Regions from separate parts of the Mus musculus genome. Here region 1 is linked to region 2. A link is a contact called in public HiChIP or PLAC-seq data. All regions are on one chromosome and are shown on one strand. Each heading gives the region's core, a stretch centred on a gene start, on an enhancer-like site or on the middle of the called end of the contact. The rest is flanking DNA. Distances are from core to core; before and after follow the strand shown. Region 1 overlaps Nsd1 (nuclear receptor-binding SET-domain protein 1). Region 2 holds the start of Caml (calcium modulating ligand).

Region 1 (2,700 bases), core at 148-2,647, 370 kb after region 2:
AATATTCAGCAAAAGTAGCACTAAAAAGGGTATTTATATTAATAACTACCTATGATTTTTGTTTATTTGTTTCAAAGCCAGGTTCTGGAGATGGGAGAGATAGCTCAGCAGGTAACAGACATTCAGTACATTCTTGTGTGTGTGTGTGTGTGTGTGTGTGTGTGTGTGTATACACACACAGAGTTTTGGTATTTTGAATTTTAAAAGGGGAGGTTCAAGTTTAGTGACTTATATACATCTTCAATAATTCCAGTGCTCAGAAAGTGGAGGCAGGAAGGAATATCTATCTACAGGTAGAAAGCCAACACAGCAAGATCCAAGCCTAAGATATGAAAACTATATTTAATCCAAAGTTAGCAGAAGGAAAGAAGTACAGCAGAAATAAATAAAACAAGATAGAAAATAGAAGCACTACAGCAAAAATCAGAAGCTAGGAATGCATGCCAGCTAATGACTTGCCAGTAAGTAACAAGACCTTAGGTTAGATCCCTAATATCAAAGGAAAAATACTTTTAAGTGCCAAGTAAAATATTTTTGAAAAATGTATTCAACTTTTAAAAATTATTGATTTTTGGAGAGTATAATATAATTACATCATGTTCCCCACCCCAAACCCTCCTATATACCCCTCCTTGTTCTCTTTTAAATTCATGGCTTCTTTTTTCATTAACTGTTGTTTTGTTATATATATATTCAATTTTTTAAATTGAATTACAGGTGTGGGGAGGGAGGACACATGACAACACACACACACACACACACACACACACACACACACACACACGAGTGCAAATGTCTGCAGAAGCTAGAAGAGAGCTTTATATCCCTGGAACTGAAGTTCCAGACAGTTATAATCCACTCTACATATGTGTGCTAGGATCCTAACTCTGGTACTCTGCAAAAACAGTGTGCACTCTTACTTCTGAGCCATCCCAAGGCCTTATATAACAAACTCTTAGCAACATTTAAAAAAAAAAAAAAAAAAAGGAGGCCGGGCATGGTGGTGCACGCCTCTAATCCCAGCACTTGGGAGGCAGAGGCAGGTGGATTTCTGAGTTTGAGGCCAGCCTGGTCTACAAAGTGAGTTCCAGGACAGCCAGGGCTATACAGAGAAACCCTGTCTTGAAAACCCAAAAAAGAAAAAAAGAAAAAAAGGGCATAAATCATAAAGAGACACTACAACTGATATCACCAACACTGATATCATACATAACTGGACAATCCAGAAGAACTGAATAAATTCCTTGAAATAGTCAATCCAAGACTGAATGAATGATATGAATCTTTTTTTTTAAAAATCCAAACAAAGTTGAGCTTGTGCCAGTACTCAGAGGCTGAGACAGCCAGGTCTGCAGAGCTAGTTCTCCTCCAACAGTCAAGGCTACAGAGAAACCAAAAAACAAAGGGAAGATGACTCAGCAGTTAAGAAAGCGCTCTTCCGGGGCTGGCAAGATGGCTCAGAGGGTAAGAGAGCACTGACTGCTTCTCCGAAGGTCCTGAGTTCAATTCCCAGCAACCACATGGTGGCTCACAACCACCCATAATGAGATCTGATGCCCTCTTCTGGTGCGTCTGAAGTCAGCTACAATGTACTTATGTATAATAATAAGACTAAAAAAAATAAAAAATAAATAAAAAAGAAAGAAAGAGCTCTTCCAGAGGACCCAAGTTTGATTCCCAGCACCCACATCAGGTGGCTCACACTGACCTCTAACTGTAGTTCATGCATACACTGAAACACACGTAACTGAAAACACTAAAGATCAAATGGGAAAGCACAAAGTCCATGAAGCCTACAGTTTGCTGATGCACTGACCACGCAGCTCAACTTCCTCAGACTTCGGAAGCTGGGCATGTTACATCTTGCAGCTAGAATCCCAGCACTCAGAAAGCTGAAGCAGGATGACAGCAATGGAAAAAGTATAGTTTCTTCAACAAACTATTTTGGGAGAGCTGTATATCCACATCAAAAGAATTCAGGGCCTTTGCCTTTCACCATACAAAAAAATTAACAACAAAACAAGCAGATACGAGACCTCAAACAGTTAAGCACATTGGGGTGGACGGCAGCTTCTTGGCTGTGACCCCTAACAAAAAAGGATCAAGAGCAAAGACAGTAAAACAGCATCACAGGAGACTCTGACCTTCTCCCCATCAAAAAGAAAAGAAAAATCCAAGACAGCTAAGCCAAGACAACAGAGACACACTCTCAAAGCACAGTGAGAAGGTAACTGTGGCATAGCATTACTTAGCACATCTCTCTTACCTATAGAAAAATGTGCATCCTTTTAAGTTGTGGTCAGAGGAAACCTAGTTTCCAGTCTTTTTACTACTAGTACACTAATGACTACACTTAAGTTTTTAGGCCTACAGCCTCCTCAATCCCAAAATGTCAGTTAACTTTGTAAGATAAGAAACTGGAAAGGAGAAAAAATTATCGGGATTTACAAAAAGGAAAAAAAAGAGCTAATAAGAAAGTAACACAGGTAACTCAGTAGCAGTGTGCTGCCAGACATCCACTGAGGTCTTAAACTCAATCCCCAATAGCTAAAATAAAACTAAAAAGTTTATAAAATACAGATATCCCACATTTAAATATTAGTCTTCTTAGTCAAGTGGTAACTCTGACTCCAAGTTTGTAACACATATTCCATTACAACAGACAGACCCAGGGTCTTCAAATGAGCAACTTTGTCAGAA
Region 2 (2,741 bases), core at 6-2,505:
TTTTAAAGAGAGAACTCTAAAAATGATAAAATTTTTCAAGCAAAAGAACAGAATAAGAAAGGGACTTGAGAAAGACAAACACCAACACTTTAAGAATATCTTCAGAATGATCACTACAAAAAAAATATTTTCTGTACTGTTTCAGATGATTTTGAAAGTGGTAGCCATATCTCTCATTTATATTGTCTAGAAGTTCAGAACTATATCTCTAACGCCTCAGAGAAATTCTTGAGTTCTACCAAGCTCACAAAGAGCAACTAAAAAGCCAATTACTAAAGGAAACACCCAAATCGAAACTTAGAGAGGCCAAGCATAGTAGAATTCAATTGTGTCCACAAGAAAACAGTGTCCTGGACACAAGGTTGCATGAAAGATGAATTTTCTTAGGGCAAATGCAGTTATTGAAACGTGATGTATGTATGGTAATGAAAGGAAATCTCTGCAGGGACATCACATCTTTCGGGAGGACCTGTGTGACAGGTGATAATTTTGAAAGCAATGAGCATAGCCACCAAGATAGGGAAATAGGGTCTCTAATCCACAACGGACGGACCAGCCAACAGTTGAGTAATGACTGATGTGGTGGACGAGAGTTACGAAGCAAAAGGCAAAAGCTATGTCATGGGGAGTAACTGGGAATAAAGGCATCTGGAGCTTATAGGAAAATCTCCCTGGGAGGTCTGGGGATAAAATGCACAGCCTTCAAGAAAGGCGAGTAATCAGGAACATAGGGGTTGTCTCAGATAACCGTACACAGAGACTCAGGAACGAAGGCTTTGTAGCCAGGGTGGAGACGACCTCCGGGCAAGGATCCAAGAAAATAGGAAGCAACAAGGAGCGTCCTGGGGTTAAGCGACAATATAATATGGGTCGTCACCTAGGGAGCGGTGACAGAGTTCGGTCAGAATGCATTTTGGGGACAAAATGTTTACGAGCTGGAGTGGGCAGAAGGAGCTTGAAGACTCAAAGAGGTGGGCGGGAGACGGGAAACCGAAGCTCTCACCCGAGCCGCTCCCGGGCCTGTGAAAGCCCATGATCCGGTTGATGCGTTGCTCGGAGTTCATGAGCAGCTTTCTCCTCCGCAGCTCCGCTCGCCGCTGAGAAGCCGACAGGCCCGACGGCGTCGCGGGTCTTTCCCCGCCGTCCGTGGCCGCAGGCACCGGCTCCATGCTTTCTCTACGGTCTAGATCAGGCTGACGGTAAAGGCAAGGATGACTTATGGCAGGGCCGCAGAGTTCGCTCCCACTCCCACTGTAATCCCGCCCTCTAAGGGGCGGGAACTGAAGCGTGAGCATGCGCTAATCGGCTGCGCCAGGCTCTGCCGCCATGTTCAGTGAGGGCAAGCCCAGTTCAAGGGTTCCCTCTTCCTAAGTTGGCTCGCAGTGCTCAGGTTTCTCGCCACCAGGTTACCTCACAGCTGCTCTCGAAGATGAAGAGACGGATGCCCTCCTGATGAGTGAAATGACAGTGAGGAGCAGGTCCATTTTATTCTCTGCCAGGAAGCAAAATGGAGGTTGCAGCGGCGGGAGCTTTTTACCAGCCAACGCGTCTCTGCTCCTTGGATACGTAATTGCGGGTGCGACGCTCTCCGGGAGCGTGGCCCTGGGATTTGGTGGCTGTGGTGATCCTAGTTCTTTACTGAAAATGTCTGGACAACAAACGAAGGAGCCTCAATCCACTATCCAGTCCCAGGCCGTCCACTTCTCTATGGAGCTGCAGAAAGAGCTCTCTCTCCTTCTTACTAATCCGGGAGTCACACTGCGGACTCTGGCTACACCTAACAGCCTTGCCTCGGTAGCCAGAGAGCTCACGTTAGGAACAGACAACGGGCCTGGGCTCGGTTGTATACTCTTCGTTTGTTTTTGTTTTTCGAGACAGAGTTTCTCTGTATAGCCCTGGCTGTCCTGGAACTCACTCTGTAGACCAGGCTGGCCTCGAACTCAGAAATCCGCCTGCCTCTGCCTCCCGAGTACTGGAATTAAAGGCGTGCGCCACCACCGCTCGGCGGTATTATTATATATTACAAAGGATCCTGCAGTCTGAACCAGCTTGTTCATTCTGAGTTCTCTCCCCAGCTCAAGTGGTGGCGTGCTGAAGGAATGCGAAGAGTTAAAACCGTTCAATACTAGCCAGATTTAGTATTTCGGGAAGTGCAAGCTTGAGCAGTTAAAATTAACTGTTTCATTCCCTGCGAAGCCGCCCATTTGACATGGCGTGTGCCAGCTGTTGGGCTTTTCAGATCAGACCTGGTACGTCTTTGGTGAAGCAGCAGCTGAGGAGACACCCCAGAGCTCACCATAGCCCATGAAAAACCCAAGGAAGGGGTCAGGCCTGAGCACAGTGATCATATTAAGGTTAGAGGCAATAAACTAATGAAAGCCATCATATGCGGCAGTGTTTGTCAGCAAGGCAGATCAGGTTCCCATTTGATGGGCAACCAAGCAATGAAACACACCCACCCAGTACGAAATGGAAGCTCAAGATGCAATTGATGCATTCCATCAGTAGACAAGTGGCTCCAGAATTTTGTTCTACACCAACAGATTATCAACTAGTGGTAATTAGCCTGGTATGATGGTGCATGCCTTTAATCTAAGCAATGAGGAGAAAGAGGCAGGTGATTCTCTGTGGGTTTGATGATAGCTTCGTCTACACAATCAGTACAGCCAGAGCTACACACTGAGACCCTGTCTCAAGAAAGAAGAAAGAAAGAAAGAAAGAAAGAAAGAAAGAAAGAAGGG

What was found. HiChIP or PLAC-seq counts read pairs in DNA pulled down with a chosen protein or histone mark.
Region 1: an H3K27ac HiChIP or PLAC-seq map of embryonic stem cells shows a contact between it and region 2, with 6 read pairs. The contact joins the enhancer-like site here to the promoter of Caml in region 2. A contact is called at or near these places in 4 of 39 promoter capture datasets (the C10 cell line, hematopoietic stem and progenitor cells and liver), 3 of 115 datasets of contacts at active chromatin or transcription factors (bone marrow-derived macrophages, embryonic stem cells and pancreatic cancer cells) and 3 of 9 other capture datasets (adipose tissue, liver and pancreatic islet).

What each region holds. Positions count from the first base shown.
Region 1 is chr13:55,248,133-55,250,832 of GRCm38.p6, reverse strand. The region is part of intron 5 of Nsd1 (nuclear receptor-binding SET-domain protein 1); the gene reads right to left. Among named protein-coding and RNA genes, the nearest start is that of Nsd1, 40 kb to the right of the region's middle. Within about 2 kb of position 1,397, at least 24 of the 459 cell types and tissues checked have an H3K27ac peak or open chromatin away from gene starts, as enhancers often do. A contact at or near this core is called in bone marrow-derived macrophages and embryonic stem cells, where this site is marked.
Region 2 is chr13:55,621,519-55,624,259 of GRCm38.p6, reverse strand. It overlaps Caml (calcium modulating ligand), which reads right to left and starts at 1,255. Exons shown (of 4, transcript NM_007596.2): 1 at 1,004-1,255. The coding sequence starts at 1,169.